Regions from separate parts of the Mus musculus genome. Here regions 1, 2, 3, 4, 6 and 7 are each linked to region 5. The links are chromatin contacts, called in public ChIA-PET, Hi-C and HiChIP or PLAC-seq maps. All regions are on one chromosome and are shown on one strand. The core of a region is the stretch at or near the end of the contact, and the rest is flanking DNA. Distances in the headings are between cores, read along the strand shown. Region 1 overlaps Map3k5 (mitogen-activated protein kinase kinase kinase 5). Region 2 overlaps Gm20139 (predicted gene, 20139). Region 3 overlaps Map3k5 (mitogen-activated protein kinase kinase kinase 5). Region 4 has its middle 33 kb from the start of Gm40607. Region 5 overlaps Gm33332 (a long non-coding RNA gene). Region 6 has its middle 25 kb from the start of Gm40607. Region 7 has its middle 48 kb from the start of Gm40607.

Region 1 (3,504 bases), core at 939-3,438, 390 kb before region 5:
TGTAACTGTGTAAAACTGCATTCCCATGTGTAGAACCGCCTCTCTGTGGGTTTGTATGTGTGTAACCACCTTGCCATGTGTGTGTGTGTGTGAATGAGAGAGAGAGAGAGAGAGAGAGAGAGAGAGAGAGAGAGAGAATGTATATAACCGCCTCACCATTCAGAAGCTACTTGTTTTACTTGAAAGCAGCTATCAAGTGAAAACAGCCCGTCTCACACCCAGTGACAAGCGCGTACCTTTTACAGTGAAGTTCTGTGCAGAAGTAGATTTGGAAGTCATCAGAATTGTGAAGCACATAAAGGAAACAGCATCGTTCTTCAAACTTAGAGATGCTGAAACAAACCAAAAACCCACATTATTCAAACAAACATAGAGGTTTCCACATACCTCTAATGAAAAATAAGTGCTTTCTATATCAAACCCTGCTACGGACAGCATCACTGCCATTTACAAATAGCACTTTCAAGAGCGATATTCCCCAGACAATAATACAAACATTAGGTAGTAGTCCTACTCATCTTTGCAGGGCAGGGCGGCTCTGCTGTGTGGAACATATACATGAGCCACACGTTGGGTTTGGTATGGAGATGAGTCCTATCTGCACTGACCCACACTGTGCAGGATGCATACACACCAACTAGCTGGCTGGTTTCAGTGATTCTCGGCCTATGGGAGAAGCTGGGAGAAGCTTCCAGAGCTAGGGAGACAGTTCATACAGGGAGTAAAGGCACTGCACTAGCCGTAGAGATTTTTTTTTAAAGATTTATTTATTTTATTTTATTATATATGAGTATACTATAGCTGTCTTCAGATGCACCAGAAGAGGGTGTCAGATCTCATTATGGGTGGTTGTGAGCCACCATGTGGTTGCTGGGATTTGAACTCAGGACCTTCGGAAGAACAGTCGGTGCTCTTAACCACTGAGCCATCTCTCCAGCCCAGCCATAGAGATTTTAAAGGAGCAAAGCAATGTGGACCAGCTTGAACTGGACACAACAAGTGCTTTACTGCAGAACAACATGAAGACTTTGGAGTTTGGTAAGCTAGGTGGTTTATGCCAAAAGTTGGCTAATGTTTTCTGTAATGGGCCTGATAGTTAAATATTTTAGGTTTTACAGGCCAAACCATTCAGTTCTGCTATTGGAGCATGGAAGCCTTAGCTACAAATGAGATCATGGCTGTTGTCTAACAAAACTTTATTGATAAAACAAGCAAAGGTCCCTATTTGGCCCATGAACGTAACTTATCAAGCCTTATTCAGTCACCTTTGGTTTTCTTCATTTGGGGACACGCAGCTTCATTTGGTTTTTGAGAAATGGCCTTCCTGTGTGCCTTAGGGTGAGCCCACACTCACTACAAAGCACAGGCTGACCCTGAACTCAGGTTTTTCTTGATCCGGCCTCCCGAGTACAAGGATTACAGGTGTGTGTCACCATGGCTAGACTTTATTATTTTCCAAGATTTAAAAAAAGACTGTCATCATCATCTCAGGCCAGGTGAGCCCTCCCCTACCCTAGCTACCCTATCTCTACTCCAGGAAGAAAGGCTTTGTGCTCTCGGCTCTAAATGCATTTCTAGTAAGCCATTGCTCACCTCACACCACACCATCACTGGTTGTTCCCCTTCCCATCTGACTGCAAATTATTCAAGAGGACTTGCTAGCTTCGCCACCTATAAATCTCTAGCAGAATAGGACTCAATATGGTACACAGGTGGTGCTCAATAAATGCCACTGACTTGAGCTGGGTACATGGGTGATGCCAGGCAAACTGTAGAGCTGGTTGGGTTGTTCCTCGGTTTGTCACTCTTTCTTTATAGAGGAGGAAGCCAGGTAAAGGTGACAGTCTTTGAAGTTACAAAGCAGAACCAGCAATCACCAGATGGCAGGAGGTATGCTATGTACACGCCGTGAGTCACGAGAACGGTAAGGATGGGCTGCCAGGCCTAATTAACAAGGGCTAATTCATTGTAAAACAGCTCTGTTGAGGTGGAATGGAAATGCAGAGCAACTATAGTGGAAGGACTGTTGAAGAAGGCAGCAGTAAGTCAGGAGCACCTTGCTGACGAGTGCTTTAGCAGTTGAATATTAAGCTTTTAGAGCTTTGAGAAGGTATTGATTGGAAAGACATGAGTCAGCCGCTTCATCTCGCTTGCTTCTATTCAATCACTCATGAGGTAACAGGTAGCTCTACCGGGGAAACTAAAATTATCTGTGACTCACTACTCTACCAGTTCATGCTCTAACAAAACCAACTACAGTCCTTGCAAAAGCAACAGGATATTGCACAACCCGCCTGCAGAAGTCTGTTTGTTGTCTCCCATTTCCATGGGGGTGGTGGGGGGGGGGTGGTGGTGGTGGTGGGGACAAACAGTAGTAAACAGAATTTGGTCTGAATGTTGAATGAGTCTAGAGACCCGGACTTCTAGACAACAAAGTTTCAAACACTTAACTGCTGACATTGGATTCTGACCCATAACCTTATTTCTAATCCCCAGGAGAGAGCACTTTTTTTTTCTTTTTCTGAGTCATTGGCATTATGACAAAGTTTTAGAACTGAACTGGCTTGTCACTGTGACCTCACAAACATAATTGCATCAACAGTAACCTTGGGGGAAAATTTAATGAATTTCCTATTTGTATGTCATCATTAATTCGAGTTCAGGGTGTAGCCTGGTTGATGTCCTGCAGAGCTTGGATCCACAGATCCTGGTAACACAAAGGTCAGGAAGCCATCTTACAGCCTTAACTAAAAGCTCAGCCAGCGGGAGAAGACCTCTACACGGCTCCCTTGTAGCCACATGCTGACTCCAGGCCACAGTTCACATTTACCCCGGAGTCACAAGCATGGGGTCAGCTCAAGGATCTATGATGGTGAGGCACCGTTCGCAGCAGGGAGAGAGGCTGAAGGCTGAGTCTTTATAACAAAGAACGGTTCTTGAAATGTTTTTCAAATTTAAATTATGATTTAATTTAATAAAATATGCTATGAATATCTCAGGAGCGTGTCTTCTAAGTACACCAAATGGCCCAGGGAGCCTTACCTCACTCCCCTGACAGAGGAAGCACCGAAGTTCCACTCGTGTATACCTTTCTGAAACACAGGAGAAGATGAGGAACAATGAATGGAAAAAAATCATAAAATCATTTAATATTATTATTTTTTAAAAACAAAGTTGTTTTCCTGATGTATATCTCCTCACGAGGCGATTATCTGACTGAGCCCACGAGGGTGATGTTTATTTAATAACACCTGTACTTCCAGACAACAGCTTTCAAAAACCCTGCAAGAATTACTGTCATGAAATTTAAACTTTAATTTTAGTTGTAACTGCTGTGCTTTAATTTTAAGTAAACACCAGAACGAAACAAAGCAACAACCCGGTGATCAGGGTAGCTGAGAGGCTACGGTAGCTCAGTGGCTCCAGCAAATAAGCTCATGTTCCTTTGGGCCAGCTGCCTGCTACCTTCCTTGCACTTGTGTGTTTGAGTTCACATGTATAGGG
Region 2 (3,985 bases), core at 302-2,801, 510 kb after region 5:
AAAAAATCCTGGGGTTTTTGTGTCCTGGACCACTCTTTTGCATAGCTCTCATGAATCTGTCATTAAATTTTGACGTACAGAATCTCATCATTTCTCAACCCCCTACCCCATTATAAATGCAGTGCAAGCCAACAGTGTCCCTAGCTTGACTGAATTTAGGTCTCCTATGGATCTCCTACCTTGCCTATTTGCCTATTTTCTATCTAAAAGGGCCAGCTGGAGTAACTCTTGTAAGAGCTGTGCAAAATTACAGGGTTCCTTGGTTTAAGACAGTAGTGACTCCTTGCACTTAAGACTAAAACCCAAAGTTATAGTATAGCTTAGTAGATTTGCTTGCCCAGCGTGCGTGCATGAAGCCCTGGGTGTAAGTCTTACTGCTGGAGGAGGAAGGGCAAGACAGCTTCCTCAAGAGGAGTTGCCCAACCTGTCCCTCTGTACTACCATGAACACTGTCTCAGACTACCATTCCAGACACAGCCTGGGTCCTTTGCACAAACTCCCTCTGACCCCCACATCTAGTATATTCCTATTCATGCCTACAAGATTAACTCTTCCACACACTTGGAGTCTCTGTTCAGATGCAGTTTTCCTAAGGCACACCTTGATCACCCCCCCCCCCCAAAAAAATGGTGACCTGCCCCTCCACACACCTTCCTTCCCTGCATGCTTCCACCTAACTACTTATTACCAGTTCCTACTGTTGTGGCTTTAGGGCTAAAGATTTTAATTTCATTGCTCATTTATGTATCTGAGCATCCAACAAGAAGAGTCTGTCTATCTATCTATCTATACACACACAAACACACACACACACACACACACACACACACACACACACACAAACACACAGAACCACAGAACCATGGCCATTCATTTCCCTTGAAATAAATCTCACAAGTATACATAGTTGCCTAATTAGTTAAATTGTATTTGCCACTAAGTGATTATTTTTTCCAGTGTAAACCCTTTAAACATAGAATTCTGTTAACTTTATTTAGGCATCAATTTCCTTTTGTGAATGAACTGAGCCTCTTTGATAATGGAAGTGGTGGGAATGCAATGTCCTTTTTCACTCAAAGACAAACCATCCAGACACTGGAGAACGTAGAAGCATCAGGCATCAAACACCCAGGAGCTGTTTTGTTTGGTGTAAAAGCTCCCCTCTGCACACGCTCTCAGAAAGCCCATGAAGCAATCAGAGATCTGAAGGATAAGAACAGAGTGTTCTTTGAAATCTCTCAGACGTGCAGACAGGCTCTTCTTCCCTCAAACCATCCTGAAGGGGAAGTGTGTCGGCTTGGACAGTCAGGAGCCGGTGTGGGAATTCCCCCCGTCCCTTTGGTCTCCCGTATTGAGGAGCTTCTTCCGGGTTAAAGATAGGTCATTGCCAGCCACAGTGTCTTTAACTAGATCTAGGCTGCTTGGGAAGGAGAACTTTAGAGAGCAGGTGAAATGAATCTTAGTTCTCCCCCACTCCCAAGATAGTTTTAAAACAAGTGGCATTAAAAGCTTAAACCCTGCAGTTTTACAGAATTACCAATAGATGGCAGCACACGACTCTGCTTCACCAATGAGTGACGTCACTCTTCCTTTTCACGACCACTGACAACACTCAGCTTCCTCAGCTGTTTGACGCGGGCAATTGAATCTTGGGTGGTTGTTTTGTTTTGTTTTCTCTCCACCTTTCTCTAGAATAAGCTTCTTATTGACCTCAAACCACAGTCAACAAATCAACCGTGCAACTGCGACCTGGAAGGAACGCCAGGGGAACTCAAAACAAAGTAAAACAAGCCACCTGGGCACTTTGCAGGGACATCAAAACTTCAGCAAGCTGATCGCTGGTAAACCACGCTGGAGGCCAGTGCTGTGCAGAGGGGCATGTTGAAAAGAGAAAAGAGCTAACGTTTTTGTGACTTACTTTATCAGGATTCCCAGTCTAAACCTGGAAAGGTTTAACTGGGACACCCTGGAGTGGAGGCTTCTGACCTGCCCTCGGAATTTCTCTCCAGTTCCAGGACTCCACTGCGAGTAGAAAAGTTTCAGTAGATAAGACTCCAATAGAGCAAAACTGTCTCCTCTATCCACGACACTGTATTTTAAAACAAAAAGCTCTGGCCAAGCTAGACATGGTATCATACACTTGAAATCCTGGCACTCAGGAGACTGAGGCAGGAGGATCGTGAATACTCAGTAAGGCCCTAACTCAAGATACTAAACCGAGAGAGAGAGAGAGAGAGAGAGAGAGAGAGAATATGACAAGAGATCCCAACTGATGAATAGATAAGGAGTCTTCATAATAAGGAGAAAAAAAAAAAAACCCAACCAATGAAACAAACAAACAAGCAAAACAAAACAAATAAAAACAACTGCTTTGGTGTTTTAAGATCCAGGCTGGCCTTGAAATCTCAGCACTATTTCCGTCTTAGTCTCCCAAGTGGTAGAATTACAGGAGGTGTGAGCCTCCATGAGTGACACCAGATATTTCTTAAGAGAAACCAAAACTTCTTAAACCTGGCTATTTGAGCTTCATAAACCACAGAGCACATGAAACGGAGCACAGTTTTGCTTGAGAACTCAACTCTGTAGGCCGTAGCAAGCATCATGGGATGGGGAGGGACTAGATCAGAGTACATCACAGTACACAGAGTCCTGACGGTAACATCTGCTGTGGGTTACGGTCAAAACAACTTGCTTAGCTCTGCCGTGGACGGCCTGTCTGCTTTTTGCTTCTACGTTATCTGTAGTTCAACATCAACAAGACCATAACCACCTAAAAGTGTCATTTAATGAGTAGACTGTGTAAAAGATCTGAATGGCATGAAGCAGAAACTGAGTAAAGGGTCCCATCAAAGACTGGAGAACAATGCGGGGAGGGGAACCAGACTTACTCATCTTTATAGTAACTCTCACATACCCAACAATACCCACAATCCTCAGCCCCCAAGGGCTAAAGCATGTTTATGGTGTCCTATGTCTTAAATTTTAGCTTAGAAGAATCTACTATCTGGTTAAACAAATAGATCTAGGGTTAAAATGTAAATGTCTTAAGGGACCCAGGAAGATAAAATAGAGAGAACAGCTGTCCAGGAACAGCCTCAGGTTACCATGAAGATTTTATAAGGAATATACTGTGATTTTATAAGCAGTGGACTGTGAGAGGTAGCCTGGTCCTCCCTTGAGCTAAAGGATTGGAAGCCCCAGAGACCTGAAGGGATGGTAGGAGCTTTGCCTGCTTGGGGCACCAGGCCCCTGTCACATAGACACAGCCCTCTCCCATAGATCTGTGGCCATCAGTCACATGAGGGCAAAGCCCCAAGCCCTTCCAGATTTTGATGAGACATCCACAACATTTCAGACCAACACAAGAGGAAAAGAGATCTCCATGCCAATGTGGTACCTAGAGGCCGGGGGGTGGGCGTTGCCAATAAGATTCCCTTCCCAGACAAGCCTCCCCCAAAAAAGGTATTTAATCTCAGGCCCACCCTGAGAAGTGGGGCATGGTTTTATGCATTCACTTTCCACAACGGCTATAAACAATTCAGAACTATGGACTGACTCTTTTCATCAAGATCTGCCGGAGGGAGCCATGGAGAAGGCCTTCACCTACAGAGCCACTGCCTAATCTCTCATAGAAGGCCTCTCTCTCTGCACTCCTAGAGCTCCCCTCCCTACCCTCACACCCCCCTAGACCCATCCCTTGAGGCCCCCCACTCTGTTCTCAGCTCTTCCACAACTCCCAGGGGTGCCTGGATGTCCAGGAGCCTGAGAACCCCACAGCCCTGGCCTCATTGTAGGCCCAGAGACCCCCAGACAGCTCCTGCTTCCCCACATTTCAGATAGTGCTTTCCTACCCAGGAGCAGTGCCTCCTGGGGCTTCCCTACAACCCAACACTCCTGTGAGATAAGCACAGTCAAGCTCCCTACATTCTGCCTCCCCAGCCTGCCCTGCCCTATGGCAGAGAGGACTAGGGACACACAAGCCTAC
Region 3 (3,808 bases), core at 1,193-3,692, 430 kb before region 5:
TTTCTAAGGCTGCCCTGGATTTGGGTCCTCCATCTTTTCTCTCATAGGAAACATTCCAGTGAGCTTTATTTAAAAATGTAGATAATCCACTGAAAATAATCTAGAAAAAAATCCTCCAATTTTAGGGATTTCATAATAAACTATAGCCCAGTGGTAGAACGCGTGCTTGAGATATTCCAGGCCCGGGTTTAATCCCACAAGTGTATTCGGTAACCAGAATTTCAGCAGTCACAGAAATGACTTTCTTGGAAAATGGAGCTACAGTGAGGACCCAGTGAGTGGAGCCACAGTCCATCAGGAGTCAAAGAAACAAAACAAAACAAAACAAAACAAAACAAACCAGACCACATCTTCTGCACTGGAAAGCTGTACCGTTTTGGAACGTGGCGAATTTAGACAATTCCTGACCTACAAGTAAATATCATAAACTCACGGCCACCATCGAAGCCTTCATCCCGGCATGGGTAACAGTGGCCTTCCACCCCTGCCTTTCCATTCGCAGTCTGAGGTTAAGACTATCCACCCTGGAGCCAGACTGCATCAATCCCAACTCCATCTTTCATGGGTGCATGGCTTTGGAAGCTACACAAGCCCTCTACGTATTGCTTTCTTCATCTGGAAAAGATGGCTGCTAATAGTAGTACCCTTTAGTCCTGCCATCCTGAGGACTGAATGAGTACACACACAGATAATGGCCTGAGGGACTATGTGCGGTGGTTACAATGTATCTAATAGCTAACAGTTCTCCCCCTCCTCCTCTTCTTCCTCTTCTCCTCTTCCTCCTCCTTTTCTCCTCCTCCTCTTCCTTCTTCTCCTCTTTCTTATCCTTCTTCTGCTCCTCCTGGTCCTCCTCCTCCTCCTCTTCTGCTACAATGTCAACTTTGGTGAGATACAGAGTTATAGTTTATTCACTGATGTAACCCCTGCATGTGGAACAGACCTGGTGTGATGGTTTATATATGCTCAGCCCAGGGAGTGGCACTACTAAAAGGTATGGCCCTGTTAGAATAGGTGCGGCCTTGTTGGAGTAGGTGTGTCACTGTGGGTATGGGCTATAAAACCCTCACCCTAGCTGCCTGGAAGCAGTCTCCTCATAGCAGCCTTCAGATGAAGACACAGAACTCTCAGCTTCTCTGTACCATGCCTGACTGAACTCTGTCATGCTCCCTCCTTGATGATAATGGACTGAGTCTCTGAACCTGTAAGCCAGCCCCAACTAGATGTTGTCCTTTGTAAGACTTGCACTGGTCATGGTGTCTGTTCGCAGCAGTAAAACCCTAACTCGGACACCTGGCATTCAGCAGATGGACAGTGTTTGCTGAATGACTGCATGAACTGCAAGTCATGCATCCGTTCCCTCCATCCAACCTTGGTTCCCCGTATCTCAATCTGTCCTATTCTCTGTTCCTGAACGATCCGCACGGGCACACCTAGCCTCTCTGGCAACTACCCCTTACCTCAAGGCCTGCCTGCCTTCTCAGGCCACAACACCTGTTTCCTGGGCCTCACGGTCACCGTGGTCCCTATCTGAGACAGCTTTCTATTAGGACCACAGTCGGCCTCCTTCAGAAAGTACTGACGGCATTCTCTTAAGCTCTCCCTGCAGCCAGAGCCTTTACTGGCACACACATTACTCTTCTTTTAGATCCAAAAGGTGGGTACTAGGGAATTCTTATGGTGACAGAATGTTCAGGCTCAGGGAACAGCACAGAAACCTAGTGTGGCTGACAAGATGCCGCTGGAGCTGAACAGTAAGTGCCAAGAAAGAGAACTTGGCTCCCCATCTGTCCTGATGGAAGACAAGGTCAGGCCAAGAGAGAAACAGAGCTGTGTGCAGTCCGCACTGCCACAGCCACCAGCAGTTCACAGTGACTGTGGGGCACTGATGCCCGCAGTATTCACAGGACTAATAGAGGATGACAGATGCCATGCTGGGGACTTGCTATGTCGATGGGAGCGAAGCACACATTTGTAAGAGCTCCGAGCTGTGGCCTACCTGCTGGAACCGAGGGAATCTTATTATGTCAGGCGTAAATAAGGACGGGGTCTAATCCACCTGGACTGGGGTGCTCGTGCACAGAGAGCAGGGCATCTTGGGATACTGGGGGGAGATGGTCATTCATTCCCAGAAGACAGTAAATATGCTGGCCTTGCACTGTGAGCCTCCAGAACTTCAAGGAAACAAATTTCTGCTGAGTGAGACATCTGGTTTGTGGCATTTTGCCCTGGCAAGCTAACGTACCACGCAAAATAGTTTCTTTGGCAAGGTGTTTGGTTGGTTGGTTTGGCTGTTCTTCGTCTAGTAATTCTAACATACTACACAGTTGCTCACAGCTGCCCCCCACTTCCTGTGTGAATTTGGTGACCTCATAAGCTAGGGTGCCACCTGCTAATGTTTCCAGTGATCAGAGGAACAGCTGATAGGCAGACTTGCGCTTATGCCAAAACAGCAATTCTTGTGGCTTAACCTTTGTTTACCAACCCAGTGAATGAGCAGCAGAACTGTGTAGGCTGCTGCGTGTGCCATCCAGGTATGTACGGACACTAATCAAGTCCCACACACTAACTTGTCAATAAAGCAGCACACCTGTGATCGCTGCTGTGGTCTACTAGAGCCAAGACTCTACTATCTCAAGGGGGACTGCAAACCCCTTAATTCCATCAGCTCTTCTCTTAAAAATACAAGAATAGGAAGGAAGGGAGGAGTGAAGAAGGAAGAAGAGTGGAAGAAGGGAGCACGGAGAAAGGGATGAAGGACAGATGGACGAATGGACAGAGGAAGGAAGGGAGAAGGAGGGGGTAGGGATGGAGAGCAACCAGCAAGAAAAAGAGTGAACCATATTGCTTTCAGTGTACAACAATTTGTATTGTTTCCTCATGGGAGGGCTATAATAATAATAACAATAATTATTATTATTATTTTGCAAAATAAGGTCTCCTTATGTAGCCCAGGGTGGCCTAGAACGAACCATCTCCCTGCCTCAGCCTCGCAGGTGCTAAGACACTCAGCATATAGTAGGTTTGTCTCCTAAGTATTACAGCCTTCTCACACTTCCAGAGCTCCTGAACAACTCTAGGCTGTAAGCACACAAGTAAAAATCTGTAGCGTTTGGCTGGGTGTGGTGTGGTGCACCTGTAGCCTCACCTAATCAGGAAGTAGAGTAGGGGGGGCAGGGGGTAGGGAAGCACACGCCTTTAATCCCAGCACTAGGGAGGCAGAGGTAGGCCAGTCTCCAAGTTCAAGGCCAGCCTGGTCTACAGAGAGAGTTCCAGGACAGTTGGGGTTACACAAAGAAACCCTGTCTTGAAAACAAACAAACAACACCAAAAAGATTAAATAAAGTTTACAAAACAACACAACAACAACACCATCCTATGTAAATCTTCAGGAAGGGGGTGTCCAGGAAGCTTTACCTGGGCCAGAGATTCCATTAGGTTCCTTACAACCTTGTCCTGGTCTTCGGTCAGGATTCTGTGAAGGGTAGCTCGCCTCTCACTATCCTTTCTCAGCATAAAAAAGCCCGAGTCTTTCTCTTCAGGAGATGGGGGCGCACTGTGATCTTCAAAATTTTCATCTGGAATGCTGTAATAATGGGTACAACGTAAGTCAGGGTCTCCTTACAGAGTGACAGTCCACAGGGTATGCCTTTGGGCACAAGCAAGCCAGCTCTTTACCCCAGGAACAATGTCCGTATCCCTTTCCCGTCCTTTTCTCCACAGGACTTAGCTCTGGCTTTGAAGGAGAAGGGGTCCGCCTTCAGCTCTGTATCAGGAGAAACAGAGCCATACTCGCTACTGCTGCTGGTGT
Region 4 (3,914 bases), core at 934-3,433, 480 kb after region 5:
TATTATCCTTTGTAGGGCTGGATTTGTGGAAAGATATTGTGAAAATTTGATTTTGTCATGGAATACCTTGTTTTCTCCATCTATGGTAATTGAGAGTTTTGCTGGGTATAGTAGCCTGGGCTGACATTTGTGTTCTCTTAGGGCCTGTATGACATCTGCCCAGGATCTTCTAGCTTTCATAGTTTCTGGTGAGGAAAAATATATTACTTGACATTTTTTCTTACCGCTTTTAATATTCTTTGTTTGGTGCATTTGGTGTTTTGACTATTATGTGATGGGAGGAATTTCTTTTCTGGTCCAATCTATTTGGAAGTTTATAGGCTTCTTACATGTTTATGTGCATCTTTTTCTTTAGGTTTTAAGCAAGTTTTCTTCTATAATTTTGTTAAAGATATTTACTGGCCCTTTAATTTGGGAATCTTCACTCTCTTCTATACCTACTATCCTTAGGTTTTGTGTTCTCATTGTGTCCTGGATTTCCTGGATGTTTTGGTTTAGGAGTTTTTTGCATTTTGCATTTTCTTTGTCTGTTTTGTCAATGTTTTTTATTGTATCTTCTGCACCTGAGATTCTTTCTTCTATCTCTTGTGTTCTGTTGGTGACGCTTGCATCTATGACTCCTGGTCTCTTTTCCAGATTTTCTATCTCCAGGGTTGTTTCCCCTTGTGATTTCATTATTGTTTCAATTTCCATTTTTAAATCCTGGATGGTTTTGTTCAATTCCTTCACCGGTTTGGTTATGTTTTCCTATAACTCTGTAAGGGATTTTTGAGTTTCTTCTTTAAGAGCTTCTACCTATTTACCTGTGTTTGACTGTATTTCTTTAAGAGAGTTCTTTATGTCCTTCTTAAATTTCCCTATTGTCATCATGAAATGTGATTTTAAATCAGAGTCTTGCTTTTCTGGTATGTTGGGGTATCCAGGGCTCACTGTGCTGGGAGAACTGGGTTCTGATGATGCCAAGTAGCCTTGGTTTCTATTGCTTATGTTCTTGCCCTTACCCCTCAACATCTGGTTATCTCTGATGTTAGCTGGTTTTGCTGTCTTTGACTGTGGCTTGTCCCTCCTGAAAGCCCATGTGTCAGTACTCCTGGGAGACCAGTTCTCTCTGGGAGGAATTTAGGTATGGAGAGCTGTGGCACAGGGTCAGCTCTGAGATGCAGATAGAAACTGTCTCTGCCTGTTCCTTGGTTCCTGTGTCCTGATGGCTCTGGGTGGGTCCCTCTTGGGTCAAGAATTTGAGCAAAAGGGGTGGTTTTACCTGTGCTCACAGATGTTTGGGCACTCCTGGGAGACCAGCTTTCTCCTGGCATTATTTGGATATGGAGAGCTGTGGCACAGTATCAGCTCCTGCTGCAGACTGAAACTGAAAGGATCCTGTCCCAGGCTGTCCAGCATATACTCTTAACCACTGAGTATCTCTCCAGCTTCACGTATAAAACTTTCAAAAGAAGGTGTATGTAATACATAGGAAAGATGGTCTTACAGGAACATTTAGGTGTTACAGCCATACTGGTTTCTAATAATGCTGTGGGATAGACTCAGGTCATCATGCAGGGCAAGTGTAATCAGCCTGTACTTTGGGGCCTCCAGAGAAGAGGCATGTAAGGAGCTCTTACAAAGGCTCTAAATCTATCTCTGTACAAAACGCTGTCTACGATGGAGTAACTTGCACGTGTACACTCACATGTCTCTTGGCAATAGGAGAGCCTTCGGAGAAATTTGCAGTTAAGTTTGCTGTCTTGCCATGGTGCAAATGCACATCTGAACTCACACAGACCTAAGTGGTAAAGGCCTAAGTACCACACGCCTGTATGTACAGACCCATCACTCACTCAGTTTCAGACTGTAAATGATTCTGAAGTCATTAAGAACTACCCAGAGCTTGCAGCAAACACATTATCATAGTTCCATCTAGCCTTTTCAGTGAACATTACAAACAAGCCTTTCGCTCTTGATCATCATAGTGGCTAGAGGAAAAGGGCTTCACTATTTGTAATCTACACAGGTCACTGATACTATCTCCATAGCTGATAGTTTCTTCTGGGATGTTGCTGCTGTCACTGCCTTCATGAAGCAGATTTTTAAATAGCTGTTATCATTTTGCTCCTGTTCTTGGAGGGTCACAGCTGAAGTAGACCATGACACGCCCACCTGATGAGCAATGCAAACCACTGATTTTTACTTTCAGTTTTGTTTTCAGTTCACTCCATGGGTCTCTTACTGGCAATGTTAGCAGCCAGTTTCTGTGTCATGATGAAGAAACTAATGTGAGACCAAATTAGACACATGTGAAAATAATGTCCTCAAGCTATGTGGTGACACCACAAACCCGAAGCTGCTGCCTGCCACTGTCATGAGTGTGGTCTGTCTCTGACAGAAATGACATTATGTGATGTACAGTTGTTCTCAGTACTCCATTTCATAAATATGTGCAAGTGCTGTGAATAAAGCTATAGTATAATTCATCTAAAACCTTTATGGATGTTGTGGCACTTCCAAATATTGTGAACTTGTCTATTAATACGTATTGACAATTTAGGTGGCACAGAAAAGGTCGGTGTGCTGAAGTAAATGGGAGTCTCTGAAGGGAACTGAAGAGAGGAGAAATGCTCTGACCCACTGGCTCAAGCTATGGAGGCTTGCTTCCTGGCTGATGGTCTCTAGAGGTGACACCTGAATCTTGAAAATACTTCATGAGGTCTGGGTTTGAGATTCCAGAAGTGTGTCCCGGAAATACGTCATGAAGACTAGGTTCTGAAAGACTGTTCTCTTCGTTGCTTCTAGCCCCATTCCCTTTGCTTCTTGTCCCACAGTGGTGTGAGGACCCTCTGTTACTCATTCCCACCACACTGTTCTACACTGTCTCTGAAGGACTGAAACCATATGAAGGGAGTCAAAATACAAATTTCCTCCCTTGTTGCTTTTCTCAAGAATTTTTTTTTCACAACAAGGAAAGAGCAACTTATGAAGACAGAGGAAAACATTGCTGCTGTTTTGTTTTGTTTTGTTTTTCAGAAAACAAGCACCTGTGTTTGATATCCCTTAGATGGTGTCTGTTGAGAATTAGTGAGTGTTACTGTTAAAAAAGAGGAGTCTATCTTGCAGCCTGACTGGAACCTGAGCTGACCCATCCCTGAGTGTCAGCCTTCTTAATTACATGCTTGAAATAAAAAGTTAATACCACTGAGGTAGATAATTCTAAACTAACTTTAGAAACATTCTATGTTTAATAGCTGGTTACATTTACTAGAAACAACACACAATTAATAATGTAATTACAGGTCACCTCACTAAAGCAATATATTTTATGAGGAAGTCTTTTCGGTTTGTTAGAGTAAATTGTATGCGTTAAGCAAATTTCAAAGAATTAATATATCAGGATTATATATTATAAGCAATAAAATTATGTTTTAAAATATCAGGTGAAAAGAGTCAATGGATTTCATATATACAGATAAAAACCAGCTTAAAAATACTTTTAAAAACTTTCATTTACAATGGAATTAAGAGATTAAATACTTGAGAATAAAAATAAGAAAACAAGGGGATGGAGAGAGAGCTCAACAGTGACAGCATGGGCTGTTCTTTCAGAGGCCCTAAGTGTCTTCCTGGCCCCCACGCTGACGGGCTCAGCTGTCTGTACCCCAGTTCCAAGGGATCTAGTGACTTAAGTCTGAAGATTTAGTGAAATTCCAATAAAACAAGTCCCTGCTCACTTCAAATGCTTCAACTCGATAAATGAACACTATTGTTCGCATGGAAAACTACACATGCTAGGAAAACACTGAGAAAGAAGAGACGTGAGGTGGAGTGTGGTGGAGATCGCAGCCCAGCCCTGACCTTCAACCACAGCACAGCCTTTGTCTTGAACACAAAGCGTCATCAGCACATGAACAGAAGGAATGCAAAGC
Region 5 (3,673 bases), core at 1,027-3,526:
GAAATAGAAATAATAAAGAAACCACAAAGGGAGACAACCCTGGAGTTAGAAAACCTAGGAAAGAGATCAGGAGTCATAGATGCAAGCATCACCAACAGAATACAAGAGATGGAATCAGAGATACAAGAGACACAATCAGAAATGAAAAGGGCCTCATAACAATGAAGTATATCTTAAAATAATTATCCCGTTTGCTGAATATTAACAGTTGAAAATATTAAAACATGTTCTACAAACGTCAAACAAGAGAAAGCTATAAGAAAATATAATTTTGAGTCATACATTTTTAGAGATTTAGTTTTATTTACTTCAGAATACTCATTTGTTTTTATTTTATGTGTATGGGTGTTTATTTTACCCTGTATTTATGTCCAGTCACCATGTGGCCACAGTGTCCAAAAAGGCCAGAAGAGGGCACCATATTCCCTGGGACTAGAGGTATGTGGTTCACTCCACACTGGTCTTCTGGAATATCAGGTGGTGCTCTTGACCACTGTAACCCCATAAAAATCATGTGTACAGTTGCTGTATGTACATATGTGTACCATGCGTGTGCCTGGTGCCTGAAAGTCTCATAAAAGGGTTTTGAGACCCCTGGAACTGCAGTTATGAGTGGTTGGTGTGGGCTTTTATGAGGATGCTCAGATCCTCTGCAAGAGCAGCAAACTCTCTTAATCACTGGGCCATCTTTCTAGCCTCCATTTGTCATGCTCGCAATGTATTTTAAAGCTCTAGAGAGGGCAGAGTGCTTATACTGTAAGTGTAAGCTGCCGGGGGACATGGGCAGGAAGCATCGGAGAACCTGTTCTGCAATCATCGTCTTCCTGGAATGCCTCTTTCCCGGCTTATGAGGACAGGGGCGGGCATCAGCTTCTGGGGCTAAGCATCAGCTCCAACATTCTCAGAAATGGAGTGCCTAGCACAGCAGAAATGTGACCCATCGGCCACTGGATGTCACTCTCTGCTCATACTCCCAAGTCTGGCTGTCCTTCCAGGCTTCTGCAATGTTCTCATAAGAAACACGCCAGAGGGCAGAGGTTCACCTGTGCAGGACCCCCTCAACATGGGATCGTCTGCAGTTCCAAAGTGAAATTGATTTTTGATTCTCAGCAGCGTAGACAGAGAAGAGATGAGTGGGCTCGAGTGGGCCTTTCCCATCTAGGCACTTAGGTGGTGCTCGGACAGAGCTCTAGGATCTGTCAGTCAAGAGGCGGCAGGCTCACTTACAGGGTCACAGCTAGAATCAAGGACTGCTACTCACGTTAGGTTCACATCCGACATGGCTTGCATGTAAACAGAACACCGGAATCCCTTCATCGGAAAACAGAACAGGAAGTGCAAAAATGGGGCTCAGTGACCAGTGTGAAATTGGGCCAGCTTTTTTTCTTGGGAAGAACTTTTTAACAGCAGAGGTTACCACTTGAACCAGAAGAGACCCTAGCACCAGTTCCTTGAGGGTTTCCACCTATGTGCACGGTCTGAGAGTTCCCCCTTCCTACCTACCATGGTGACACAAGCTGCTTTGACCTCTATCTATTACTTACCCCATCATCTTTGAGCCAATGTACCTACTTATCATTTAATCAAGGTTTTAACAAGTCTGGAGCAATTTGCTACAGTCCCCGTGGGGCATCTCCTCTGGAGAGGGTATTTACTCTGTTATTCAACATGACAACATTCGTTTATCGGATGCTGTTTTCTGAGTTCCATACACTGGTAGGTTGAGCAGGGACACAGTCCATGCAGTACCCGTTACTGAAGAATTGAAGTATTTCCGTGTTGAGATCTTAAGGTAGAGGGCACCGATTGCTTTGTAGATATCGTCAGTGTGTGGAGATGGACTTGACTTTCCCATGTGGAGTAGCTTGACTTACTCAGCTACTCTGTGTCCAGAGGCAGCTTCATGAGGTCTTTGTGCCTTTGAAATAAGTCCTGTGGCAGCCTCGGGGAAGCTGTGTGAAGGCTGTTCGTGAACAGCCAAAGAGTTTTGTTTTAAAGTTAACTCTCACCCTGGAGTGTCTTTCAGAGTTTGTCCTTGTGCTTAAGATATAACGCCCCCAACCCCATCGCAGTGGTGACTTGGACGATGGCCGCTTCTACGTCTCTATGAAGCAACACCTTTTTCTACTCTTAGATTTACTGCCAGTTCGAACTTCCTCTAACTGCCCGGCAGTTTCTGCATCGGGACTTCGGTAAGCGAAGCTTCCTCTGACTGTTTTGCTCTTTTGTAACGGCTCTCACTTCCTCTCTGCCACATGCACACTCAAGTGTCAGTTTGAACTCTGGTGACTTCTACGGTGAAGCCGGAGCTGTGCATTAGTCAGCTGCGCCCCAACCCCCATTCTACAGTCCTTATGACACTCATGCCCGTGACACTTCTCAGATGCCCCCAACAGCACATTCCTTTCTGTAGCAATCCCATGGCTAGGGGAGTTTGCCACTTGACCCCTATAGCATACTGCTATCAGTTCTCACACTTCTTTGAGGGGGTCTTCATTGCCAATTGGCCAGCAAATAATCTATCTATAAAATACCGCTAAGTAACTGTTAGGATCATTTTTGAAGCCAAGTGTCTTTGGTTGGGTCCCCGGAAACAATTCTGAAATGGAGACTTCTGGGCAGTGGTTTAATTAACTGGTAAATGCTCTGAGGGTCAATACCGGCAGGGATGAGGGAGTAACTGTGTCAGAGGCTGCATGCTGACTTGATGCAGAAGGTGGGGCCAATCCCACTCAGGTGCTGAGGATCTGGGGGTGGGGCACCTCCAGTTGGTCCTGCCTGAGTTGCCCCAGTTGATGCCAGAGGCTACGAAGAGGAGTGACCTGGCATTCCTCAGTCAGTGAGACCACAGCTTAGGGGCAGTTTCTTCCAGGCAAAGGCAGAGCCTTGAGGACACACCCAGAAGCAGTCAACTGGCTGTGGGAAACAAGGACATGCAGTCTGAAGTATGCTTGCTCCCTTCCCAAGTACTGTCCTTTTTTTCTGGATCTCTTCTGAAGTGTGTTGAAATCCTTAATTTATCTCTTTGCCCCATCTTTTTATTTCTAAAATAAATGTTTCTGTTAGTATTATGTTATATTAGATGTTCTATTTATCTAAAATAAATATTTCTTTTAAAAAAGATTTCCTTTTAAACAAATACTCCCAGAAGTAATAGAGTGAATATGCACTTTGGAGTGAAATAAAAACTGGATTAAAAAGAAATGTTTTTCTAGTGGTGCTGATCCACACTGTGAATTACTTTACTCTATGATTCAAGTGGTATTTCTAACCAATACACACTTTCTGGTTTAACAATAACTTTTCAAAAAACTGTAAACGAAAATCTTATCTATTTGTATGTCAATGGTAGGTTTCTGCCAATAACATTTGCTAGCAAGAATCGTTTTTTTAAAAATTTTATTTATTTTTTTGATTTGCATGTTGATTTTTCTTTTTTATTAATTAATTTATTTTTTTACACTCCATATTTTATTCCTCCCCCCATCCTCCAACTGCTCCACATCTCATACTTGCTCCCCACCCCCTGTCTCCATGTGGATGCCCCCATCCCTCACCCCACCTGAACTCTAAACTCCCTGGGGCCTCCAGTCTCTTGAGGGTTAGATGCATCATCTCCGAATGAACACCAACCCAGCAGTCCTCTGCTGTATATGTGTTGGGGGCCTCATAT
Region 6 (3,948 bases), core at 847-3,346, 420 kb after region 5:
TTTTCGTATATTAAACCATCCCTGCATTCCTGGAATAAAACCTACTTGGTCAGGATGGATGATTGCTTTAATGTGTTCTTGGATTCGGTTAGCGAGAATTTTATTGAGGATTTTTGCATCGATATTCATAAGAGAAATTGGTCTGAAGTTCTCTATCTTTGTTGGATCTTTCTGTGGTTTAGGTATCAGAGTAATAGTGGTTTCATAAAATGAGTTGGGTAGAGTACTTTCTACTTCTATCTTGTGAAAAAGTTTGTGCAGAACTGGAATTAGATCTTCTTTGAAGGTCTGATAGAACTCTGCACTAAACCCGTCTGGTCCTGGGCTTTTTTTGGCTGGGAGACTATTTATAACTGCTTCTATTTCTTTAGGGGATATGGGACTGTTTAGAAGGTCAACTTGATCCTGATTCAACTTTGGTACCTGGTATCTGTCCAGAAATTTGTCCATTTCATCCAGGTTTTCCAGTTTTGTTGAGTATAGCCTTTTGTAGAAGGATCTGATGGTGTTTTGGATTTCTTCAGGATCTGTTGTTATGTCTCCCTTTTCAGTGACAAATTAACTTTTTGAGACAGGATTCTGCTATGTAGCCCAGACCTTCTTTTCTCCTGCCTCAGTCTTTTGACTGCTGATCTTACAGGTGTGAGCTAGCATGCCAGGCTCTCTGATCTTGATTCCTAACTCATTTTGCATCTTGCTCCTGCTAGTAGATGTCTACAACCTTTAATCTTATTACGTTGTATCCTGCCTAAATGTGGAACTCCTTTCAAACGTCTTATAATGAAATACAGATTCTTATCATTGTGTATATTTATTCCCATGCTCCCCCACCCTGTTGGCATCTATATGTCACATGTTTTAATTTGTTCTTTTACAAGTTCTTTTTTCTTCAACAAATCTATCTCATGCTACTAGAACCCTGCCCTACCCCAACTCCAATGTGTACTTCAACTATGGAGCAGTGTGAGGTCCAACCTTCAAAACCAACAATGAAGAAGGGTTGTGGGAGGGATGAACGGAGGCTGAAGGGGATCTAAGGAATTGTAGACAGTTAGGACATACATTATTCATAGCACACAGCACTAAGCAGGCAGATGCCAGCAGACCAAGCACAAGTTGGCTCATATAGGTAAGCATGATTACACACAGTGACTGGCACATTGGCTCAATGAGGTAGGGACAACAAAGGCTGACAGATATGAAGGGCCCAACCTTTTTACCTCAAAGCCATGTTTATACAGAATTACACAAAAGTGACATTTTGTCAGAGATATGTCACATGACAGATTGCATTACTGTTTACTTTTAGGTTTCCTAAACAGCCAATGTCTGTCATTTTGTGCTGTCTTATGGCTCCCCCATGCCCAGTGTTAGTTGTCTTAGTCCATATTGGGTATTGATATCAGCACTATAGTCTCTGAACAGAAACTGGCTTTTATAGCCTTTTGTTTCCTATAATAGATTCTGAATGCCCCAACCTACTCCATGCAAAATTAATAGTCTTTATACAAGCTCCTGCTATACTCCACACATCTGAGCTACATTTGTTCTCTCATGTATCCCATGTACATTTGGATTATGCCCATGTCACTGTCCAAGGAGATAGGTGCACAAACCAAGAAGTTAAGTTGTGACTAGAGAGAATCAGCGCTAAGAGGGGAAAAAACAAAACAAAACAAAACAAAACAAAACAGTGATCATCATAGTCCACAAAGAGTATCATTAGTGTGAAATAATAATGAAAACATACAATTTGAACTTGAGCTTGGAGATCTTCTGCAGGATAATACTCATATTAGCCTTATGAATTACTTTCTATATAAAGCATTGCTCATTTTTACACATTAGCAGAGTGGGAGTGCTTCTCTATCTATATGCTAATATATGAATGTTCTAAAACATATTTATGAAATATTCAAAGTAAGGAAGGCCTGAGATTGGGACTGGGTAGATACCGTTTACGATCTCACGCAGTCAAGTAGAACTGGTAGAGTTAAAAGGAGACCGTTCTCAGGCACTGTGTAGAGGCTCTCTCTTAGTCAGGTTCATTGACTACAAGCAACAGATACAGATTCAGTTCACGTTAACTAGGAATGGTGCTTTAGCAAGCAAGCCCTCTAATACTGAGCCACATGATTGGGCCAGAGGAAAACAACTCATGACGTCTGTGGCTAACCAGATGATGCAAGACAAGATAAAATACACTTCTTGGAGAATAAGAAGGAATCATGATACCTATAAGAATCAGAAAAACAAAACAAAACAAAACAAAACAAAACAAAACAAAACAAAACAAAACACCCACCCTCTCCCTGTTTGTAAATATGCTAAGTCTTCCCGGAAGACCAGTTACTTCCCCTTCACCAAGCACCACCACCATCATTACTAACCACAACCTTTCTCCAAAGCGACAATCAACTCTAGCAACGCTGCAGATGCCCTCTGGGTTTGGAGTCCTCCTGAGCAGAATTTCAGGTCCTAGCCCACTTCCTGATTGTTTACAGGCACAGGGATGGGGGAGGGGACTTTCTCCTTCCTTTTCAGTAGGTGCAGGTGTGAGCCAGGGAGTTATTCATACGAATGAATGACTCATGAGTAAGATATGAATCTTCCTGTATGAATCATTATCACAAAGACCCCTCAAACAGTAAAAAAGATAAGATACCAGAAAGTCCACCATCATTATTCTGTTGTTCACTCCAAATTGATCTTATGGTACTTAGACTAGAAGTCTTACATTCAGTATTTGCTTTTAATTTTAAAATTAAAACAATTTCAATGAATTTTTTTTGATCAAACTTTAAAATCTCCTAAGAGAGCCTATCTGAATTTCCTATGGTATGATAAACCCTTAAGAGTTTTAGTGGGATTTGTCAAGTAACTAGCACGGACCTTTTTTCTCAAGGGCAGACATGAGAGTACACACCACACTGTGAACTGGCTCGTGGTAACTTTATCTTTTCCTCTCCTCTGGTGTTTTCTTATATAATAGAAGCTGGAAGCAGCGCTCAACCTTTTTTGCCTGCTTTGTTTGTAATTTCGGTCTCAGGTATGAAGCTGGTTTTGACAACTGAATCCTCTGAATACCAGAAGCGACATTTTAGGCTCTCTCTCTCTCTCTCTCTCTCTCTCTCTCTCTCTCTCTCTCTCTCTCTCTCTGTCTCTCTCTCTCTTATCTAACTTGCCCTCACAAATACCACAAAGCTATTGTTGGAAGAGCTATTTTCCAGAAGTCCTTGGGGTGGGCCCTGAATGGCATGCTCGGGTTTGCCTAATGTACAAGGCACAGGTCTTTCTTTATCCAGCCATCTTCTCAGGGCTGTGTTTATAATAAGTGGCCTTAGTAGATGGGGTGGTAATTCCTTTTGGAGCAAAGTCTCCTTTACAAACTCACTTAGTGCTTGTTTTATATGGAACTCACAACGTCACTTCTCCTGATCAGGCTTAATACAAGCATGCTATTGATAACGGTTTAACTAGGACTCCTCCATAAGTTCAGCAAACTTTCTGCAAAGGACCAGAGAATAAATATTTTAGGTTTTGAGGGACAGTGTGAACTCTGATAGACATGCAACTGTGCCATTTTACAGCCAATGCAACCATAAATGATAGCAAATGAATTAGCATATTTATGTTCCAAGTGGACTCTATTTATACACAGCAGGTGATGGGCAAAATATGACTTCTCTGGAAGACAGAAAGTCCTACATCTTGTGTAAACTCGAGTCTGTGGAGGAGACAAGCCTGATTACCAACTTCAGACTAATGAGTGATTGGTCAGAAATGTTGATAAACACAGAAATGGCTCCTTGATGGGCCACTTTGTGAATATCGGTGTGACACTGGCTAAAAGATCTCTGAAACTCACAATTAAACCCCTTAGGGATGAGAGTCAGTTATTCACCCTCAATTAAAATATCATAATTACTTTATAACAGTGTTGTTGAA
Region 7 (3,773 bases), core at 733-3,232, 400 kb after region 5:
TGTGAGATCAGAGAACCAGAGGTTTTTGGTAGGATCAGAGAGCATTTCTCAAGTGCCCACAGTGACAAACAATAACCATCCCAGATGTTTGTGAAAAGATGATTTAGTCACAGTGGAAGAGAGGCCTCCCCCAGTGTCTCTTTCTTGGTACCCTGAAGTCCTTTTGGAGAGACTGCAGCATCTCCTTTAGTGGAAGCCACCACTTATTTAGAGTCCAGACAAATTACTTTTGGCCAAGCCATATGGCTTTCTCAAGAACCTAACTTGAAATGTGAATTTGAATGGGGTTGCAAAGACTTTTGGGTATCCTATTCATGAGTGTGTCTATAGACTCAAGGGTCTTGGAGTCAGTTCTACTAGGTCTCAATTTTTTTTTTCTATTTGAAAGGACAGTAAGGCTATATTATTAAGAAATGGAGAGAGAAGTAATTGCTTAAGGTGTACAGTCAAAACAAAACTCCATGTAATCATTGATCAGAGTTCAATGTTCAGTGTATGAAGAGAATCCGGTCTATCCCGTGTTATGCAAACATGTAACACCCCAATACTGTCTGTGGGAAAATGCATTTACTCCTCTAACTGAAAGGCTGGCCGCTGATGAAAACAGCAAACACTTGCTAAGTGGCAAGCAGGATTGAAGTTAAAGAGACAAAACATCTCCAAAGTTAACTGAAGTCTTAATCATTTCAGACATCTTTTTCTGTCCTAAGTCTCTTAATCAGTTCTTATCCATGTTTTCAAGACTGATCAGAGCTTTGAACTTTTAAAATGATGCCCATTTTCCCCTAATTTAAGTGTTCTCAACACTCTCCTTGCTCCTTGGGTGTAACAGGATCATTAGAAGCAGTTGCTAAGTCCTTAATTCCATGGAACTATTACTTCCTGTTAGTGTATTTTTGGAAACAGCTGTTAGGCAGCTAATTGTCTAGAAAGCTGATAGCTATTTTAAAGGGAATATTTAAACACCAGATTTTCTTTTTAACTAATAAATATAATGTAACTTTATAATATTCGGTTAAAATTTGTACAAAGTTGTCAAATAGCATACCTTTAGAATCAATTCTTCTACTATGGTGTTTCACAATAACAACTCCCAAAATGCATTTTATAGTTTTAATGTAGGCAGAACTGTCTCTTTACATAATGGTACGAATAGGTTAAAATGACCCTAATCATCTTTCTCCAGGGAAACAGCCTAGAGGCTTGCACTGGGTGCTTCTCTGTGTAGTATGGCATGTCCCAGCCACCACTAATTTTCAGCTAAGTTCTACTCTTCCCTAAAGTGGAAGTTGGGAAAACATGCATTTTGCAAGGGACTCAGGCCCACTCCTGAATATCACCATATTCAGATTTTTAAAAAATGCAAAAAGCAAAACAAAAAACCCAACATAGAACAACCTCTCTGGCTTGTTGACTTACTTTTACCCCATCACTTAGTTCCACAATAAACCATCGTTTAATTGATAGTTTCATATCTACTTTGGAAGTTAATAAAAACCACTTCCTATTTTCTTGTGTGAGAGGGTGGGTTAGACACTGTCTCTGTGTGATGCAATGAAGAAGAGGAGTGCAGGTGACACAGAACAGACTCCGCAGAGACAGAAAAAGAGGGAAAGCTTCTTAACTCACAAACAGCGCGGGTAGGATAGCTGAAGGTGGAGAAATAGAACATAACAATGAAACAAAGAGACCAAACGCAGCAGCTCCAGCCAAACTCTCCCCAGCACTGGAAAGGAAAATAGAAGGCTTACTCAAAAGGCAAGCCAGGCCTGCGGGTGGTGAGAGCTGGTCATGTACACAGGACCAGCACACAGCTCTAACAAGCCTCTAACCCAGTTGTGAGTTTGGTAAGACAATGAAGTCAGCACCTGTGGATAAATAAAAAAAAAGAAAAAGAAAAAAAAAGTATTTTAATAGGAGCCTAAGAAAGAAGGGGCAAGGTGGAACAAGGAACACTTAGTCAATCTGACGCTGCCTCAGGGGACAGAAGCCGCAAGTAGGAAGTGGAGAAACTGAGAATGCCAGATGCTGATGTGCTGTCATAGTCAGGGTTTCTATTCCTGCACAAACAGCATGACCAAGAAGCAAGATGGGGAGGAAAGGGTTTATTCGGCTTACACTTCCATACTGCTGTTCATCACCAAGGAAGTCAGGACTGGAACTCAAGCAGGTGAGGAAGCAGGAGCTGATGCAGAGGCCATGGAGGGATGTTCCTTACTGGCTTGCTTCTCCTGGCTTGCTCAGCCTACTCTCTTATAGAACCAAGACTACCAGCCCAGAGATGGTCCCACCCACAAGGGGCCTTTCCCCCTTGCTCACTAATTGAGAAAATGCCTTACAGTTGGATCTCATGGAGGCATCTCTCCAACTGAAGCTCCTTTCTCTGTGATAACTCCAGCTGTGTCAAGTTGACACAAAACTAGCCAGTACAATTGACCCCTTGTCAACTTGACACACAAATACATCACTAGTAAGCCTCAACCCTTAGTTCTTATTCATCCCCAAGATCTTAAATAACTTTAAAAGTACCACAGTCTTTACTTATTAAAAGCTCAATGCTTTTAGAATATCCATTATCTTTTAAAATCCAAAGTCTTTTTACAATTAAAAGTCTCTCAACTGCAGGCTCCACTCAAATACTTCCTTCAAGAGGGAAAAACATCAGGGCACAGTCACAATCAAAAGTGAAATCAAACTCAAACTGTCCAATGTCTGGGATCCACTCACGATCTTCTGGACTCCTCCAAGGGCTTGGGTCACTTCTCCAGCCCTGTCCTTTGTAGCACACACCTTGTCTTCTAGGCTCCAGCTGCCTGTACTCCACTGCTTCTGCTGTTCTTGGTGGTCATCTCATGATACTTGAATCTCCTAACCACTGCATGACCCCTTCAGTCCTGGGCCATCAATTGCAACTGAGGCTGCACCTTCACCAATGGCCTTCCATGGCCTCTCACAGTGCCGAGCCTGAGCTGCTCTGCATGACCCCTTCATGCCTTCAAAACCAGTACCACCTGGGTGACTCTTACACATTACCAAGTCCTGCTGCAGCATGAGGTACGACTTTGGCTAACTCTGGAACACAGCCTCTTTGTGCTTTCAGAAAACACTTCCCAGAAGATGTCACCTCAATGATGCTGGTCTCTTCTTAATCACCGCTAATTTCTTAGCTCCAGCTAACCAGCATCAATAGTCCCAGTAATGCAAAGGTTTCACTTTAGTAGTTCTGGTATCTTGTTAATCACAGCTGATTCTTCAGCCCCAGCTAACCAGAACCACAGAATCTTCACAATCAAACTAGCAATGGCCCTGAAAAAAGTCTTTAATTTTCCCTCTGAAATTTCACAAGCCAGGCCTCCATTTTCTGCACTGTTCTCAACGTTATCTTCCAAGCTCCTACACAACATCTGACAGAGTTCTTAACACTGAATGGATCTTCTGGCCCAAAGTCCTTCCACAGTCCTTCCCAAAACATGGTCAAGTTGTCACAGGAATACCCCACTATGCTGGTACCAATTTATCTTAGTCAGGGTTTCTATTCCTGCACAAACATCGTGACTAAGAAGCAAGTTGGGGAGGAAAGGGTTTATTTGGCTTACACTTCCATACTGCTGTTCATCACCAAGGAAGTCAGGACTGGAATTCAAGCAGGTCAGGAAGCAGAAGCTGAGCAGAGGCCATGGAGAGATGTTCTTTACTGGCTTGTTTCCCTGGCTTGCTTAGCCTGCTCTCTTATAAAACCAAGACTACCAGCCCAGAGATGGTCCCACCCACAA

Evidence for each region. Hi-C and Micro-C count contacts between places; a contact is called where the count stands out from the background. ChIA-PET counts read pairs in DNA pulled down with a chosen protein or histone mark. HiChIP or PLAC-seq counts read pairs in DNA pulled down with a chosen protein or histone mark.
Region 1: an H3K27ac HiChIP or PLAC-seq map of acute myeloid leukemia shows a contact between it and region 5, with 2.0 times the contacts expected there. The contact joins two enhancer-like sites. A contact is called at or near these places in 5 of 15 datasets of contacts at CTCF or cohesin (embryonic stem cells, large pre-B cells, pro-B cells and 1 more), 59 of 484 Hi-C or Micro-C datasets (the AtT-20 cell line, B cells, CD4 T cells and 32 more), 7 of 115 datasets of contacts at active chromatin or transcription factors (acute myeloid leukemia, embryonic stem cells, epiblast stem cells and 1 more) and 1 of 9 other capture datasets (embryonic stem cells).
Region 2: an RNA polymerase II ChIA-PET map of memory CD8 T cells shows a contact between it and region 5, with 204 read pairs. The contact joins two enhancer-like sites. A contact is called at or near these places in 2 of 15 datasets of contacts at CTCF or cohesin (large pre-B cells and thymocytes), 10 of 484 Hi-C or Micro-C datasets (CD4 T cells, the HPC-7 cell line, double positive thymocytes and 5 more) and 14 of 115 datasets of contacts at active chromatin or transcription factors (CD8 T cells, the HPC-7 cell line, T-cell acute lymphoblastic leukemia and 9 more).
Region 3: an RNA polymerase II ChIA-PET map of memory CD8 T cells shows a contact between it and region 5, with 7 read pairs. The contact joins two enhancer-like sites. A contact is called at or near these places in 5 of 15 datasets of contacts at CTCF or cohesin (embryonic stem cells, large pre-B cells, pro-B cells and 1 more), 78 of 484 Hi-C or Micro-C datasets (the AtT-20 cell line, B cells, the Ba/F3 cell line and 33 more), 8 of 115 datasets of contacts at active chromatin or transcription factors (double positive thymocytes, embryonic stem cells, large pre-B cells and 1 more) and 2 of 9 other capture datasets (adipose tissue and embryonic stem cells).
Region 4: an RNA polymerase II ChIA-PET map of memory CD8 T cells shows a contact between it and region 5, with 7 times the contacts expected there. The contact joins two enhancer-like sites. A contact is called at or near these places in 1 of 15 datasets of contacts at CTCF or cohesin (large pre-B cells), 2 of 484 Hi-C or Micro-C datasets (embryonic fibroblasts and group 2 innate lymphoid cells) and 12 of 115 datasets of contacts at active chromatin or transcription factors (T-cell acute lymphoblastic leukemia, acute myeloid leukemia, bone marrow-derived macrophages and 9 more).
Region 6: a contact with region 5 is called in a BATF HiChIP or PLAC-seq map of CD8 T cells, with 6 read pairs. The contact joins two enhancer-like sites. A contact is called at or near these places in 1 of 15 datasets of contacts at CTCF or cohesin (large pre-B cells), 4 of 484 Hi-C or Micro-C datasets (the BV-2 cell line, Th1 cells, bone marrow-derived macrophages and 1 more) and 4 of 115 datasets of contacts at active chromatin or transcription factors (CD8 T cells, bone marrow-derived macrophages, large pre-B cells and 1 more).
Region 7: a Hi-C map of pre-B cells shows a contact between it and region 5, with 6 times the contacts expected there. The contact joins two enhancer-like sites. A contact is called at or near these places in 4 of 15 datasets of contacts at CTCF or cohesin (CD8 T cells, embryonic stem cells, large pre-B cells and 1 more), 45 of 484 Hi-C or Micro-C datasets (B cells, CD4 T cells, CD8 T cells and 24 more) and 7 of 115 datasets of contacts at active chromatin or transcription factors (acute myeloid leukemia, bone marrow-derived macrophages, double positive thymocytes and 3 more).

The regions. Positions count from the first base shown.
Region 1 is chr10:20,076,070-20,079,573 of GRCm38.p6, reverse strand. Map3k5 (mitogen-activated protein kinase kinase kinase 5) reads right to left here. Exons shown (of 30, transcript NM_008580.4): 12 at 3,043-3,092; 13 at 237-332. Among named protein-coding and RNA genes, the nearest start is that of Map7, 93 kb to the left of the region's middle. Within about 2 kb of position 2,188, at least 104 of the 459 cell types and tissues checked have an H3K27ac peak or open chromatin away from gene starts, as enhancers often do. A contact at or near this core is called in ECoMG myeloid progenitors, Th17 cells, acute myeloid leukemia and 1 more, where this site is marked.
Region 2 is chr10:19,183,722-19,187,706 of GRCm38.p6, reverse strand. All of the region lies in intron 2 of Gm20139 (predicted gene, 20139), which reads right to left. Among named protein-coding and RNA genes, the nearest start is that of Gm20139, 44 kb to the right of the region's middle. Within about 2 kb of position 1,551, at least 168 of the 459 cell types and tissues checked have an H3K27ac peak or open chromatin away from gene starts, as enhancers often do. A contact at or near this core is called in CD8 T cells, the HPC-7 cell line, T-cell acute lymphoblastic leukemia and 9 more, where this site is marked.
Region 3 is chr10:20,118,190-20,121,997 of GRCm38.p6, reverse strand. It overlaps Map3k5 (mitogen-activated protein kinase kinase kinase 5), which reads right to left. Exons shown (of 30, transcript NM_008580.4): 22 at 3,676-3,808; 23 at 3,415-3,583. Among named protein-coding and RNA genes, the nearest start is that of Map7, 51 kb to the left of the region's middle. Within about 2 kb of position 2,442, at least 46 of the 459 cell types and tissues checked have an H3K27ac peak or open chromatin away from gene starts, as enhancers often do. A contact at or near this core is called in CD8 T cells, double positive thymocytes, memory CD8 T cells and 1 more, where this site is marked.
Region 4 is chr10:19,208,235-19,212,148 of GRCm38.p6, reverse strand. No RefSeq gene overlaps it. Among named protein-coding and RNA genes, the nearest start is that of Gm40607, 33 kb to the left of the region's middle. Within about 2 kb of position 2,183, at least 57 of the 459 cell types and tissues checked have an H3K27ac peak or open chromatin away from gene starts, as enhancers often do. A contact at or near this core is called in effector CD8 T cells, group 2 innate lymphoid cells and memory CD8 T cells, where this site is marked.
Region 5 is chr10:19,690,569-19,694,241 of GRCm38.p6, reverse strand. The region is part of intron 1 of Gm33332 (a long non-coding RNA gene); the gene reads left to right. Among named protein-coding and RNA genes, the nearest start is that of Il20ra, 20 kb to the left of the region's middle. Within about 2 kb of position 2,276, at least 128 of the 459 cell types and tissues checked have an H3K27ac peak or open chromatin away from gene starts, as enhancers often do. A contact at or near this core is called in CD8 T cells, the CH12 cell line, ECoMG myeloid progenitors and 16 more, where this site is marked.
Region 6 is chr10:19,266,784-19,270,731 of GRCm38.p6, reverse strand. No RefSeq gene overlaps it. Among named protein-coding and RNA genes, the nearest start is that of Gm40607, 25 kb to the right of the region's middle. Within about 2 kb of position 2,096, at least 23 of the 459 cell types and tissues checked have an H3K27ac peak or open chromatin away from gene starts, as enhancers often do. A contact at or near this core is called in CD8 T cells and memory CD8 T cells, where this site is marked.
Region 7 is chr10:19,289,445-19,293,217 of GRCm38.p6, reverse strand. No RefSeq gene overlaps it. Among named protein-coding and RNA genes, the nearest start is that of Gm40607, 48 kb to the right of the region's middle. Within about 2 kb of position 1,982, at least 14 of the 459 cell types and tissues checked have an H3K27ac peak or open chromatin away from gene starts, as enhancers often do. A contact at or near this core is called in the CH12 cell line, ECoMG-derived neutrophils and pre-B cells, where this site is marked.